3 separate regions of the Mus musculus genome follow, and all the other regions are linked to region 1. Evidence: chromatin contacts called from public promoter capture Hi-C data. All regions are on one chromosome and are shown on one strand. The core of a region is the stretch at or near the end of the contact, and the rest is flanking DNA. Distances in the headings are between cores, read along the strand shown.

What was found. Promoter capture Hi-C pulls out the DNA fragments that hold promoters and counts their contacts. Capture Hi-C pulls out chosen DNA fragments and counts their contacts.
Region 2: a promoter capture Hi-C map of liver shows a contact between it and region 1, with 4 times the contacts expected there. The contact joins the promoter of Nop14 here to the promoter of Fam53a in region 1. A contact is called at or near these places in 9 of 39 promoter capture datasets (3T3-L1-derived adipocytes, the C10 cell line, embryonic stem cells and 5 more), 1 of 484 Hi-C or Micro-C datasets (granulocytes), 2 of 115 datasets of contacts at active chromatin or transcription factors (astrocytes and pro-B cells) and 2 of 9 other capture datasets (adipose tissue and liver).
Region 3: a contact with region 1 is called in a promoter capture Hi-C map of neural stem cells. The contact joins the promoter of Mfsd10 here to the promoter of Fam53a in region 1. A contact is called at or near these places in 1 of 39 promoter capture datasets (neural stem cells), 1 of 484 Hi-C or Micro-C datasets (B cells) and 1 of 9 other capture datasets (adipose tissue).

The regions. Positions count from the first base shown.
Region 1 is chr5:33,626,811-33,631,788 of GRCm38.p6, reverse strand. Fam53a (family with sequence similarity 53, member A) reads left to right here and starts at 2,154. Exons shown (of 6, transcript NM_178390.3): 1 at 2,154-2,452; 2 at 2,812-2,936. It also overlaps Gm9903.
Region 2 is chr5:34,657,898-34,662,875 of GRCm38.p6, reverse strand. It overlaps Nop14 (NOP14 nucleolar protein), which reads left to right and starts at 2,728. Exons shown (of 18, transcript NM_029278.2): 1 at 2,728-3,025; 2 at 4,867-4,978. The coding sequence starts at 2,831. It overlaps Grk4 (G protein-coupled receptor kinase 4), which reads right to left and starts at 2,497. Exons shown (of 16, transcript NM_019497.2): 1 at 1,872-2,497. The coding sequence starts at 1,923.
Region 3 is chr5:34,635,274-34,640,251 of GRCm38.p6, reverse strand. Mfsd10 (major facilitator superfamily domain containing 10) reads left to right here and starts at 3,040. Exons shown (of 13, transcript NM_026660.3): 1 at 3,040-3,325; 2 at 3,469-3,658; 3 at 3,746-3,842; 4 at 4,128-4,231; 5 at 4,485-4,643; 6 at 4,721-4,882. The coding sequence starts at 3,485. Nop14 (NOP14 nucleolar protein) reads left to right here. Exons shown (of 18, transcript NM_029278.2): 16 at 949-1,067; 17 at 1,206-1,361; 18 at 1,601-1,716. The coding sequence ends at 1,700.

The DNA of each region.
Region 1 (4,978 bases), core at 905-3,404:
TTTGGCACAGAGATGTCATGCATTTGGGATACCTGTCAGCTCACTATGTCCCCTCTGGTCTGACCAGCTTCATGGGAGGCAGAGGCAATGTCCAGCAGCCTGAGGCCTTTCTTCAGGCCACCTTCCTCATCCTAAGCACTGTGACATCTAGACCCTGTGCTTAAGTGTGGTGGGATATGCTAGAGTCTGGCGGCGATTTGGGCATATTATATCTAGTGGTTGGGATTGCTGAGGTGTGTTGGGGTAAGTAAGCTGTTGTGGACCAAAGTGAGCTAGGGTCTGCTGGGGTGAGTTAAGGTGTGTTCCTCTGGCACCCATTGTTGAAACTGCACCAGCAAACTCATGTACTAGAGTCGTCCGGGCTGTCCCCATGCTTGTAGTAGTATACCACTGAGTAGTGGAGGTTTGGAGTTAGGCCATCACTGTCTTTCCCCTTCACATGGCCCACTGAGGTACACATAACATTCTCAGGGAGATGGAGGCAAGCATTGAGGAGACAGGCTGGTGACATTGCTATTCTTTGTCATGGAGGGAAAATGGCCCCTTGGTGGAGTAGCAGCCTAACTGTGAACCAAGGATGATTTTAATATCTTCCCTTGGCTGGTTACCTTTGGGACATGATAAACACTGATACTGGCACCTGTCCTCAGCATCACCAGTGTGGTTTATGTGGGACTATCAGACATTGGGTGAAATCCCACAGCTGGCTTGCAAGCCATTCTCTGCAATCTGATCTGTGGGAGAGTTTGAAATACTTTCTGGTTTTATGTGAATTCATCAACTCCCTGAAAATTACCCTAAAAGGGCACACACTGAAAGCCTTTAGGAATTACTCAAATACAGCTGAGCTGTGTGGCGTATGTAACTTAATCAGCTGCAGGGCTTGGGAAACACAAGGTGACCGTGGTGATTTGAGAAGGCCACCATTGGTCCAGATCTGCCCAGGGAGAGTGTGGTTGAGGACTGTTCTGGGCAGAGTTCCTCTTAGGCACAGGTGCCTGCCAGATGTCTCAGTCCTTATCTGGCTCCTGCCTGCTGTGATCCAGGTCGCAAGTCCCCTGTCCTCAAGAAACCTGGAGGAGGAAATGAAAGGTCTGTCGCAGGTGATGCAGCAGGTGAGGGCACTCATTCTAGTTGATCTTGGCCTCCCTTGGCTGGGCCTCTGAGCCTGTACAGAACTGGATTTACCAGACCCATAACGTGGTGGCCAGGGCCCAGACTTCTGGTGTGCCCCAGGAATACCCAGTGGCTTTCTAATGTCTTCCTTTTTAGGTCTTATTCCAGATGAGAACTATTCCATTTTCTACATCAAGTAGCTGTACCTAACCCTGCAACATTTTTTAAAATTACTTTTTGTTGTTTGGGAACAAGGTTGTCTAGGGATTACAGGCTTGTGAAATTGCAGCCTATTCCTAGCCAAGTCGGCAGGCGGTTTCATTTTGCTGCGCCTGGCCTCTAGCACCCTGAGAAGTGCTCCACCCCAGTCACACCCACCTGCAGAGCAGCTTTCCTTCACAGCACCGGTACCCAATGCACAAAAGTGCCTTCCAGTCACACGGTAGGTCCAGAAATGAGACTCCCAAAGGGAAGGGTCCTGCCCAAAGGCACATTACCAGCAAAGGACAGGAGAAGCTGGGCATTGGTGGCGCCTGTCTTTAATTCCAGGGCTCGGAAGACAGAGGCAGAAGGATCTCTAGGAGTTCGAAGCCATCCTTGTCTACAGTCCGAGCTTCATACTGAGATTTTGCTATAAAAGAAAGAAAGAAAAAGAAAAAAGGCAGGGAGATGAAGGTGGTCACATCGGACTTTGGAATCCGGGAGCCTATAGGTACCACTACCGGCCTTCGATGCCCCGCGGACACCCGAAGGTTAACGTCACACCCGGCGCGGGCCAGCTCGCACAGGGGGGCGGGGCCAGCAGCGGCGCACGGTACCCGTAGGAGGGAAGTGAGAGGAAACGGGGGCGGGGCGTCACGAGGCCACACCCACAACACGCCGGGCAGTGACGTCGCCCGCCTAGCGGTGCGGCTGAGGGTTGATTGCTTGCGGCGGCTTCCGCGGGCGGGTGCGCGAGCGGACGGCTGACGGCTCGGGGCGGTGGTAGCGGCGCGGCGACCAATGAGGGCGTCCGGAGGGGGCGGGGCGTCGGCTGCGGTTTTGTTCCGCGGTGACTGAGGCTCACCGTCCCCATGCGCGGAGCGCGGCCTGCGCGGCCGGCGCCCTGCCCCAGCTACGGAGCTCGGTGCTCACTCGCCTCGCGGAGAGTGCTCTGCGCCGTCGTTCGCCTGCTCATCGCTAAGAGCTCCAGCCACCGCAACGCCGTGTCCTTGCGCTGCGATCCCGGAGTCTCCGTACGTCGGCCGGCGCCGCGCAGCCGCACGTCGAGAGCCGGGTGCATCGGCACAGCGCGCGGAACACCCTCTAGGGCCAGCCGGCGTCTCAGCACCTTAAGGTCCCCGCGCGCCCCGGGCCCAGCACTGTCCTCGTGTCCCGTGTCCCCGACATCCTAAGGTCCTCGGGGACCCAGCATCTGAAAGAACCCTGGGCCCCAGCTCCCTAGAGTCCCCTGGGCCCCAGCTCCCCGAACTCGTGGCGAGTCCGGGGACCCCTCCAATTAGGCCAGGCCCCAAGCATTCTGTTGTGCGCGCTCCTGCACGCCAGGCGGTAAGGCCTGCCCGCTGCGCCTGGGGCGCGCTGCCACTTGTTGAATCACTTTTCATGTCGACTTTGAGACCTGTTGTCGCCATGCTGAGTCCGTGGGCCCGTGAACCCGCTGTTGTTGAGACTCAGTGATTGTTATTTTGTATTCAGGAAGCAGGAAGTTTGACGAGATATGATGGTCCCTTAAGGGAATCCCAAGAGCAGATCCTCCCCAACGACCTGTGGAAGGTGACTTGGAAGTCTATTCCGAAGCCACTTTCCTGCGTAGACTGAGGGTGTGTAAGTCCCTTTAAGACTTCCTGTGTGGAGGATGGGATGTGCGATGTTCACAATGTATTTTACCGCTCCGAATGCTATTGCCTTTGTACATTAGTCTTAATTACAGATCTGTGATCTATCACTCCAAATTAAAATCACTTTAATTTTTTGCACTTCAAGGTATTTAATCATTAGATATATCTTTAAGTATGAATCTAAGCTTATTCTAACCCTCCAGCCCCACTACTTAAGTTTATAATGATGTTTCAGCTCTGAGAATTTTGAAGATGGACTAGTTTGACTTGAAAGGTGTACTTTAGTTTTTACATTAAGAAATTTGACTTGTGCTCACTGATGCTGCTGCTTCAAATACATATTTGGTCATCTTAGGAAAGTGGGTCTTGGAAGGGAAGTTCAGCATCTCAGAACAAGGTAGGACCGAGGATAGTTTTTCCAAATTCTGAATATTACGCCAAGGTGGAAATTGAAATTGATTAGGAAGAGTAGATGGACTTTGCTGTTTTGGTTAGTGGTTGGTCGTTCTTTCTGATGACTCCTCTGGCACCTGTTCTCCTCTTTACGTCTCTTTGTTTAGTGAGCATAGCAAGCCCGGTCCCTTCTCATGGCCTGATAAATGATTCTGCTTGCTGTCCCTGGAGCTTAGATCTTGGTTCTGGAACTTTTTCCTCTGGTGTGTGAGCTTGTGGCTTGGACTGGAGCCATACCAAGTCACATGGCCTTTCAGATCTTCCCCTAGGTTGGATTTGGCAACCGTAAAAGAGAGAATTTTAGTTGCTACTCTTGAGACAGAAGATGCTGAACAATCCTTTTTTTTTTTTTCCTTTTTAAATTAAAACACTTGTTTCATGGGTGTGGGTGACTGTTTTGCCTGATTGTGTGTCTTCATCACGTGCATGCTTGGTGTCCTTGGAGGAGGGAAGAGAGTGGTGGTCCCATAGGACTGGAGTTACAGGAGTTTATGAGCCATCATGTAGTTCCGAGGGATCTAATACAGTCCTCCGCAAGAGTAGCCAGTGCTCTTAACCAGTGAGCTAACCCTGTAGCCCAAACAATCTTCTTTTCCCTTTCTTTTTCTTTTTCTTTTTCTTTTTCTTTTTCTTTTTCTTTTTCTTTTTCTTTTTCTTTTCCCTTTCTTTTTCTCTTTCTCTTTCTCTTTCTCTTTCTCTTTCTCTTTCTTTTTCTTTTTCTGTTCTTCAGGACATGGTTTCTCTGAGAACCATCTACCCCTGCCTCTGCGGTGCTGGGACTAGAGGTGTGGACCATCACTGCCCAGCTTCCTTTTTTTTAAAAGTAGTTGTACTTCCAACTTCTAGTTATAGAGATTATATAGACACACACACACACACACACACACACACACACACACACACTCGAGCACTCAGGGTTCAGGAATATCAAGAACTCCAGTCTGAGAATGAACATGATTTTATTGATTTAAAGTAAATCCTTAGGTATTTTCCATTTGTGCTTTGGAAACACTTAAAAATTTTTTTAAATTAAGCAATCCTTTACTTCCCAGGTGGTGATGGCAGACACCTTCAATGCCAGCACTTGGGAGGAAAAAGCAGGCAAAGAGAGATTTCTGTGAGTTCAAGTCTAACCTGGTATACAGAGTGAATTCCAGGACAGCCAGGGTTAGACAAAGAATCGCTGTCTCAACAAAACAAAACCAAACAAAAAACCTTAGTGTTTTTGAGACTTGGTATCCCAATGTAGCACAGGCTGACCTGGAAATTGTAACCCCCCACCCCTGCCTTTCAAATGCTGGAATTATATGTATACATTACAGTGTCTGGGAGCCTTTATTTTTGGGTGCAGTTTTAGGTTTACAAGAAATTGAACTCTACTCTTTCCTCCTCTACTTAGTCTATACTATTATCAATATCCCTATTGGAGTGGGATATTGATTCTGTTGATACTAGACTTTTTTTTTAATGTCTCTTTTAAAGAAAGATGCTATCTCTTTTTATGTTTTGAGTGTTTTGCCTGCATGTATGTATGTGCACCATGTGTGTGCCTGGTGCCTGCAGAAGTCAGA
Region 2 (4,978 bases), core at 1,479-3,978, 1.0 Mb before region 1:
AACCTAAAATTGATTAGATTTTATTTCCATTAAGAAATCCATTCAAGGGGCTGGTGAGATGGCTCAGTGGGTAAGAGCACCCGACTGCTCTTCCGAAGGTCCGGAGTTCAAATCCCAGCAACCACATGGTGGCTCACAACCACTCGTAATGAGATCTGACTCCCTCTTCTGGAGTGTCTGAAGACAGCTACAGTGTACTTACATATAATAAAAATAAATAAATCTTAAAAAAAAAAAAAGAAATCCCTTCAAGGGAATGGAGAGGTGGCTCAGCAGTTAAGAGCACTCACTGCTCTACCGAAGGTCCCGAATTCAAATCCCAGCAACCACATGGTGGCTCACAACCATCCGTAACGAAATCTAATGCCCTCTTTTGGAGTATCTGTGGACAGCTACAGTGTACTTACATATAATAAATAAAAACTTTAAAAAAATACTGTTTTGAATAGAAAAAGTAAGAATGAGTGGGAAGAGAACCAGGTCTTGGTTTTCTCTTAAGGCAGTTAGGAAAGACTCAGAAGTATGCACTTGCTTCTCTTTCAGTAGAACATTCGACTGTTCATGTTGTTTCTCACTCCAAATTCCAATTAGTCCTTGAAGGGGATTTAAAAAAAATATTTATTTTATGTATATGAGTACACTAGGTGTACAGATGGTTGTGAGCCATCATGTGGTTGTTGGAAATTGAACCCCCTCGATCTGGCCAGAAGATTTATTGATTTATTTATTATTCTACGTTAAGTACACTGTAACTGTCTTCAGGCACACCAGAAGAGGGCGTCAGATCTCATTACGGATGGTTGAGCAGTCAGCACTCTTAACCACTGAGCCATCTTGCCAGCCCCTCAAAACAGTATTATTTTGAATAATAGTATTAATTCAAAAATACTGACAGAGTAATGTCTTTTCTTTCATTTGTTTGTTTCTTTGATGATAGCTCTAGTCTCCATAGTTCTACTATAGTAGAACTCATAGTCTACTCCATAGTTCGCAGACTATGGAGCCTAGACTGCCATTGCACAGAGGATCTTCCTGCTTCAAGCCTCCTCTCTCTGCTCCTTGCTCACAGGGGTTTCAAAGCCCTTAGTTTGGTATTCAATTCTGGACACCACTCACTATAAGAAATTTCTGACAATGTTTCTTGTTAGGGCTTCCCATATTGAAAATAGTTATATTGTCCAATTAAGATTCTTCTTCCTGAAAATCACTTGGAACGTAAATGGACTTGTGGGGTTTTTTGTTTGTTTGGTTGGTTGGTTGGTTTTTCGAGACAATGTTTCTCTGTGTCGCCCTGGTTGTCCTGGAACTCACTTTGTAGACCAGGCTGGATTCCAACTCAGAAATCCACCTGCCTCTGCCTCCCGAGTGCTGGGATTAAAGGCGTGTGCCACCATGCGCCACCACTGCCCGGCTAAAATCAATTTTTAAAAGGAACAAAAAGAAAAATCAAAAACATCTGTTACTCACTGGTTTTTCTCAAAGAATATACTTCACATTCTGTGAGGTGAACACACTGAAGCTTCTTAATAGCGTCTACTTCCCATGGAACCTTTGCCTGGGTAATCCTAGAAAGTGTGCAATGCATAACTTTCCATACTCTGTCTTTCAGATTAGCAGCGCTGAGAGTGAGATGGAACTCAATCAGCCCCTTGTGCCTGTTAGGCTAGCGCTACTGTTTCAAAACAACAAAAGTTAGCCCAGGATCACTGACTGACACCCGCTAAGCTGCAGCTCCAATCCAGAATTGGTTCCAGTAGAATCAAAACTCCCTTATTAGACAATAAGGTACCAAGGAATCAGGATTCTCTCCAAGGTTAAAGTTCCTAGGAGGCGCTACCTTCGGGGAGACGGGGAGCCCGGGGTGCACCCACCTAGACGGGCCTTCAGCAACAGATTGTTGGCCACGAAGTTCTCGAGTTCCATGATCGCTGTCCTGCGCCGTCGCTGCCGCGGTTTCCGACGTCGAACTTTTCGGAGTCGAGGCAATGGAGACGGGGAAGGCTGCGGGGAAGGAGATCCTAAACCCGCGGCAGAAGCCTCGGGGCATCCCTTGTCCTTTGAGGAACGCGGCTTCTGGACGGTGGCCCTCCGCGACAGCGACCGTCTCTGTCGCTTCTTCCTCCGCCTCCTCCGGGGTCGCCACAACTGCCAACAGGAGCGCTGCCGTCGTCGCCGTCGCTGTCGCCGTCGCGGTCGCCGCGGAGATGGGACACGGGTAGGCTCGCTACGGGTTCCAGCTCTGTTGCTGTCCCGGCAAGGGGCTTCCGCTATCGGCGCCGGCGCGCGGTAGCTCGAGCTCCTCTCAGCATCATCGCCCAGGCCCAGGGCGCGTAACTCTCTCCTCAGCGCCGGGTCCTGGGCAGCACTCAACCTTCGCCGCGCCCTACCCTACCGAGGAGCTTACAAACTCGAGAGCGGTCTCCAGCGGCGACGGCGACAGCTCCAGCAGCGGCAGCCGCAGCCGCCAGTTAACTCGCAAGACAGCTGGGCCCCGGCTAACGGTTTTCCTCCAGAGGGAGCCCGAGAGCTCCCCTCGGGGCGGCGTCTGAGGATACTGTGGCGGCTCTCGGGACACTACAGATCCCATAAGGCCCAGCGCCAGGAAGTCGAGGAAGTGTGGCCTCCTGGGAGTTGTAGTCTTTAATCCAGTAAACTGTAGTGCCTGTTTAGTGTCATCCAGGACTTGTGTACTTCTCGCGAAATACGGGAAGCTGACGCACTCATCGCGAGACGAAGCTGGGCGTGGTTTTACATCAGCATCCTATGCACGAGTTTCTTGAACTGCTTGGTCTGTACGCACTGTCGTCCAAAGTGTGGCGGAGTGAATGTCATGGGGAAAGCCAAGCGGACTGGGGCGCGGAGGCAGGTCCACAAAGCGCCCGCAGGGGCGTCCGGAGGCCCGGCGAAAACTAACCCAAACCCATTTGAAGTGAAAGTCAACCGGCAGAAGTTCCAGATCCTTGGCAGGAAGACGCGCCACGATGTGGGCCTGCCCGGGGTGTCCCGCGCTCGTGCCATCAGGAAGGTGAGGGGATAGGCTCTACCCAGGTTCTGCGTACTATGCCCAGTGGCTAGTGAAAGCCATTTGGGGAGAAAAAGATTTATTTGGCTTACACTTATATATTTCCATCATTGAGGAAATTAGAGGCAGGAGCTGATGTAGAAGTCATGAGGGGTGCTGCTTACTGGCTTGCTCTCTATAGCTTGCTTAGCCTGCTTTCTTAAAGAACCTAGGACCGCTGCTAGCACATAGGTGGGCCCTCCGCGGTCAATCACTAATTAGTAAAATGCTCTTTGGGCTTGCTTGCAGCCCGGTCTTATGAAAGTATTTTTTTCCAATTGAAATTCCCTTCTTTCTGATGACTATACTTTGTGTCAAGTTTGCCTTAAACTAGCCAGCAAAACGATCAGGACTGAGGCATAACACTGCCTCTCCTTTGCTTGATATCGAATGCGCTTCCTCTGGAAACCCTTCCTCCTTGGGATCTTCCAGGTATACATTCTTCTTGACTCTTCTTGGAGCTTTTAGGGCCTAAGAGTCAATCTCTTCTGAGCTCTGAGCTGCCCTGTACCACTGCTCTGTATGCTTTGACCATGACAGTATTCGTCCCGTGGATAGGGTTTACAGAGTATGCTCTTTGAATGTTTGGAAATTGTCCTTCCTCTGAATTTCATGAGCTTGTCCCTTGGGAAGTCACTGGAATAGTACCTTTTGGGGATAACCTCATAGCTTCCATCCTTGTTCTTATGGCCCCATCTCAAGAGTATATTGTACCTTCCTTTCAAAACCAGTTCAACAAATGGCATTCTCTATGTAACTGCTGACGTTCGTTTGACTTTAAAAAATAAAAGTTTGTGAGTGCCGTTTGTGCTGTGGCTTTAATCTCTGGGGAATCGGAGACAGGTGGATCTCTGAGTTTAAGGGCTTTATGGTGAGACTCAAAACTTCCAGTTGAGTCTCAAAAAATAAATAAAAGAAATGAGTAAGTAAAAGGCAATTCATGGTTACTTTGAGAAAATTAATAGGTTAGACTTATTGGTAATGTTTGTAAAGGGGATAAGTAAGACCTAGCCTTTGCCCTTCACAGCTACAAATCTGTACTTTGTTACAAAGGATCCAGTTTACATGAGATCTTTAGATTGAAGGAAATTTCTTTTTTAAAAAAACTTAATTACTAATTTTATTTTAAATTTAATTTAAATTTTATTTTTAATACATTTATATTATAAATAATAAATAAATAAATAATAACCTCACCACTATGGTATTTGATCACATCTGGGTCTGTCCTTAAAGGGAATCGCATTGTAACTTTGTAAGGAAATTTCTTTTTCTTTTTGCTCTTTCGAGACAGTGTTTCTCTGTGTAGCCCTGGCTGTCTTGGGAACTCACTCTGTAGACCAGGCTGACTTGGAACTCAGAAATCCGCCTGCCTCTGCCTCCCAAGTGCTGGGATCAAAGGTGTGCGCCACCACTGCCCAGCAGGAAATTTCTTTTGAATTGGGTAAAATATCCATACTGCAAGGAGCTGACACTGTCCTGTGTATGTCCTGTATGTGGTTCAATGCATGCATTATAAAAAATACAAATGACTGTCTAATAATTCACCAGTATAAACTATAGGCCAAGGATGGCAGAGAGGACATTTGAAAATAGAATAATGTGGCATCTAACAGAACCACATCAGCTGTTTCTAATTAAGCCTTGAGTTTCATGCAGTATACCTGCCACATGTACTGGTTATTAGCATTAAATAAAGTGGCAAACTGTATTCTTCTCAACTTTACAACCCCTTCTGGTGGCCACCTCAGTGAAGATTATAGAGATTTTATGTGAGAATCATTGATGTGTGATGTGTTTTCCAGAGAACCCAAACTTTACTAAAGGAGTACAAAGAAAGGAACAAGTCCAATGTGTTCGCAGACAAACGCTTTGGGGAGTATAATAGCAACATAAGCCCAGAGGAAAAGATGATGA
Region 3 (4,978 bases), core at 1,791-4,290, 1.0 Mb before region 1:
TGATGTTCACAGTTGCTCTTTCCTGGCCCCTGCACAGAGCTTTGTGTGCTGTTTGCCCATGGTGCTGACCTTTCCTGTACACATTACACCCTCGTCTTTGTGCCACTTGAAGACAGACCCTGGCTTTCCTGATTGCTGAGTCCCCCAAGTCTGGAGCAAGCCATTCCTTGACTGTACTGAGTCACTAGCACCTCCTCAAACAATCACTGTGGACATGACTGTGGTTGTCCCTTCTTTTTAAAGGGATCCCTGGTCCTACAGATTTAGGCTGGCCAGTTAGGGTTATGGAGCTTGTAGTTTCTCAGTTCTCACATGACATTTAGATGGACCAAGACTATATACAATGGGTGCAGGGAGGCAAGCAAATTGGGATCCAGAGCACATCTGTGTGAGGGGAAGGGACAGACCAACATCAGTGAGCTGGCTTCTACAGGCTTCCCTGGAAGCCACAGCTTTAGCGAGACGTGTCTTAGCTGTGTTTGAGCAGGAATCCTGTTCTGCCTGACAGCATCATGCTGCTCTAACAGCTGCCTCCACACACTGCAGGTCACCTAGGCAGGGAAGGTGGTCTTATGTGCTTTAATCCCAATTGTGCTGATGGTGCCTTGCCAGTGTGTCCCTGCAGAAAGGCCATATGCTACTCTCTGGACACAAGCTCTTTCATTTACAGCTTTCTCTCTGGGTGTGGGGTTATTTATGCATTGGCATATGTATGGAGGTCAGAGGGCAATGCCTTTGAAATTTAGTTTCCAGAGATTGAACTCAGGCTTGGTGGCAGGAGACCTTATATGCTGAACCATCTGCTCGTCCTAATTGCATTGCTGTTCCCTATATAGAGGATGGCAATGCAGCCAAGCTGCACCTGACACGGCCCAGTGGGTGTAGAGTAGGCAGTGGCAAGTATGGCCTCTAGGAGACCTCTTAACCATGCCTTTACATGTTCCTTAGGAGCTGGCTCAAAGCATACTGTCAGCAATGGAAGGCCAGAAGCAGCACTGCCGCCCGCTGGTGTGTGAGAAGAGCAAGCCCGTCCCACTGAAGCAGTTCACCCCCCGGCTAGTCAAAGTGTGAGTGCTGGGGGACCCTGTGGAGGCCAGGACTGTCTGTAGGCTAGAGGTGGGCGATGCACCTGCTTCAGCCTGGGACAGGAGACATTGCAGTCGGCAGTCAGCTCACCTCTATAGCCTTTTTGATTCTAACTTTAGGCTTGAGTTTGGACGGAAACAAGGCAGCAGTAAAGAAGAACAGGAAAGGAAAAGACTAATCCACAAACACAAGCGGGAATTTAAAGGCGCCGTCCGAGAGATCCGAAAGGACAATCAGTTCCTGGCCAGGATGCAGCTCTCAGAAATCATGGAAAGGTGAGGAGGAACTGTGTGTACGGGACTAGGGCACCGCTGTGGTGTGACACCACACTCATAGGCCGCTGGTTTTTCTCAGCACTGGGGAGTATGGTGAGCGATATACTTGGCAGCCTTTGCAGGACTGAGGGTAGAGCCATGCATGTGTGGTTCTGAACTGTTAGTGTTCAAACTGAAGAAAGCAAAATACCTGAGAACTGATGCAAGATTAACACTTGCTTTTTTCTCTTTCTCTTTAGGGATGCAGAAAGAAAGCGTAAAGTAAAACAGCTTTTTAATAGCCTGGCCACGCAAGAAGGTGAATGGAAGGCTCTTAAGAGGAAAAAGTTCAAAAAATAAATTGTCTTGTAATGTAGCAAGGCTGTGTGGTGTGTTGTAATGAAGGGTTCTGGGGGTTCATTGTGGAGTGTGGGGTCCCATCTCCCTGCCATGCTCAGACACAGGTTGGGGATGTCTGTGAGAGCTCTGCACTGTTAGATGATAGCCACACACAGAATGACATTTAGGCAGTTGTCCATAAAACTGACAAGCTGTCATAGTGTGGGTAAGTACATTATATACGTTTTACAGTGAAGTCGCCTTCCCACACACTTATCAGATCACCTATCACACATGACAGAACAGGACTGAATCCTTACGTCCAGCCTGGCCCTTGTCACCTGCTATGGCTCTGAGGTGTGAGATCTTGTGCGAGGGTTGGTGGTGCTGAGTAGGAGTTGCGTTTTGGATGTGGTGAAGCCACTGTTGGAGCACAGAATGAATGGCTGTGGGCATCCTGCAGCTCAGAAAGTGCTGGTCAAGAACAACCCTGAAGGGAGATTGGGCTCAGCAGCTTGGCTTACAGGGGCTACATCTACCAACAGTACTCACCTTGTCACCTCTCCCTGTGATTCTTCTGGGACAGAGGCTGCATGACCCACGAGGGGCCTGGGCCTGACACACGCACCAGCTAGGCTACCATCCAGCCCCAGCTTCCTCCACGCCTGAATTAGCCACAGGGCTCTGCCGTACAATGGCTCTGTGTAGCCAACTGCAGCAAGAAGCAGGGTGGCCAAATCTGATACTGGGCATAGATTGAGCAATCTATGAGGAGGAACATGCCAAGGAAAAGTTTATAGAGCCTCCAGATACTGTCCTGTGTCGTCAGAAGGGGAACACAATCCAGCTAGAAGAGCCTATCACTCGAGTGCATCCGGTGTTGTCCTCTGGGAAAGAGTCAGTGTGGACTGTATGGCTCCAACAGGTTAACAGCACTGAAGGGATAGGACTTTAGTGGTTCATCTATCTAAAAGATGAGTCTTTGCTCCAGCTGTTCTCATACTTCAGAGTTGATTGAGGATGACTAAATCCTGAATCCTGTTCTTTCTGTCTCCACCGAGTGCTGGTACTAGAGGTGGGCATCACCATCCCCAACTCCAGCATGGTTTAGAGTAAGCTAAAGTAGGAGGGTCAGGAATTCAAGGTCAACCGTGGCTACATGAGACCCTGATTCAAAAGAAAGATATATAGGTACCAAGGAGACTGAACTGCACAGACAAGCTGTCTCTTACATACACTTAGCTCTTCAGAACTTCACCGCTTGCTTCTAATGCATCTGGAAGCCTGCAAGCCTTCTCTATACTTGGCTGCTGGGAGACTCCAAACCCAGTTCCCGCCACAGCACGGCCTCCCGGAAGAGGAGGTGCCTGTTCCGAAGCCTCCGGGGTGTGGCTGCTATCCAGGGAGGTTCCCTGTTCATCCACCCGTTTGTCCCCGCCTGGAGCTGCGGCACGTGTGCACAGGTCCCAGCTGGGTAGGTGGGAAGCAAAGGTTTCGATATCGTGTGAGGAGGCCGAAGTGGTACACGAACAGGAGCTCAGGGCGCCTACGACTCCCCAACCAGGGATTCCCGTCTTCTCCCCGTTACCCGCTTCACAACAGGGGGCGCCCTGACCACTGCGGCCCTGAGCTTACTGCTGCCCTAGGTTGGTAAGGGAGTCGGGCCTTGAAGGGTGTGCCAGGACCGCATTGGAACCACTTCCGTTTTGTCTGGCAAGAACCTGCAAATTCAGCTTTCAATTGTCAGGTAAACGGGGCCGTCATCACCACACCCTCCTTCCCCCAGCAGGGTCGGAGCTTCCACCATGGGCTGGGCAGGGGATGCGGGCTGTACGCCTCGTCCGCCTATACGGCCTCGGCCCGCGTCCGAGCGTCGCGTGATCATCGTGCTCTTCCTCGGCCTGCTACTCGACCTCCTGGCGTTCACGCTGTTGCTGCCTCTGCTGCCTGGGCTGCTGGAGAGACACGGCCGCGAACAAGTAAGCCCCTCCCCCAAGGCGGGAGCTCTCCCCATGCCTAGCCTATCACAGATTTATCCAGCTGGAGTTACTTTCCTCTTTACCCAGGACCCCCTCTATGGCTCCTGGCAGCGTGGGGTAGACTGGTTTGCTTCAGCCATCGGGATGCCAGCGGAAAAGAGGTACAACAGTGTCCTGTTCGGAGGTATGTCGCTGTGTGCCATGCTGGGGCCCACAACCTTTTTTTGGAGAGCTAGTTCTGCCTAGGCTCTTGGTCAATCATCCTCCCTGGGTTCCTGCCTCCTTTAACTGAAAGGTGTGGGTTGGTTTTGTTGTTGTTGTTGTTTGGGGGAGGGGGTTGTTTTGTTTTGTCTTTTTGTTTTTGGTTGGCTTTTTTTTTTAAACTGAGGCCACCCGAGCTTCAGTCGATGGCCTGTGAATATAGGGCTAAGTGTGGTCAACACTCTAGGACTGATCCTCTGTCTCTCAGGTCTCATCGGCTCGGCCTTCTCCCTCCTGCAGTTCTTCTCCGCACCACTCACAGGAGCTGCCTCTGATTACCTGGGGAGGCGCCCAGTGATGATGTTGTCCCTGGTAAGCCTCTGGAGCCAGCTGTCAACAGGCAGAGGGGAGAATGCAGCTGTGGGGCTCCCCTGCCAACAGTGGGCTCCCATCCCTTCTAGAGGGATCTTCTGGCCCCTGGTGTTACACCAAGCTAAATACACCTAAGGAAAGTACAGGGACACAAGTGGCCCGGGTCTGAGGGTTATATGCTTGCCTGCCTTGCTCTGGGTGCTTCCTGGCCTGAAGTGACCGATCCTGCCACTTGGCCTCCACCCATTGGCAGACAGGTTTGGCCATCTCCTATGCAGTGTGGGCTACCTCTCGGAGCTTTAAGGCCTTCTTGGCCTCCAGGGTGATCGGAGGCATCAGCAAGGGGAACGTTAACCTCTCCACAGCCATTGTCGCTGACCTGGGCTCACCTCCAACCCGCAGCCAAGGCATGGTGAGTGAACAGACCTAGGGAACGGGGATTGATGTCTGGGCTTCAGACTCCATGCCTAGCTCAGGTCTTTTCCCTAGGCAGTCATCGGGGTAGCCTTCTCCTTGGCCTTTACTCTGGGTCCCATGCTGGGAGCATTCCTGTCTGTGGAAATGGTGCCCTGGATCAGCCTACTTTTTGCCATCTCCGACATGTTGTTCATCTTCTGTTTCTTGCCAGAGACACTGCCCCAGGAAAAGCGGGTAGGCCCGGGTCCCCGGAGGGGTGAGGGCTCCTGAGGGTTGGAAGGGGTTTCCTTTCTTATCTGTACCATTGGCAGGGGAGACTGGCCTGCCCTC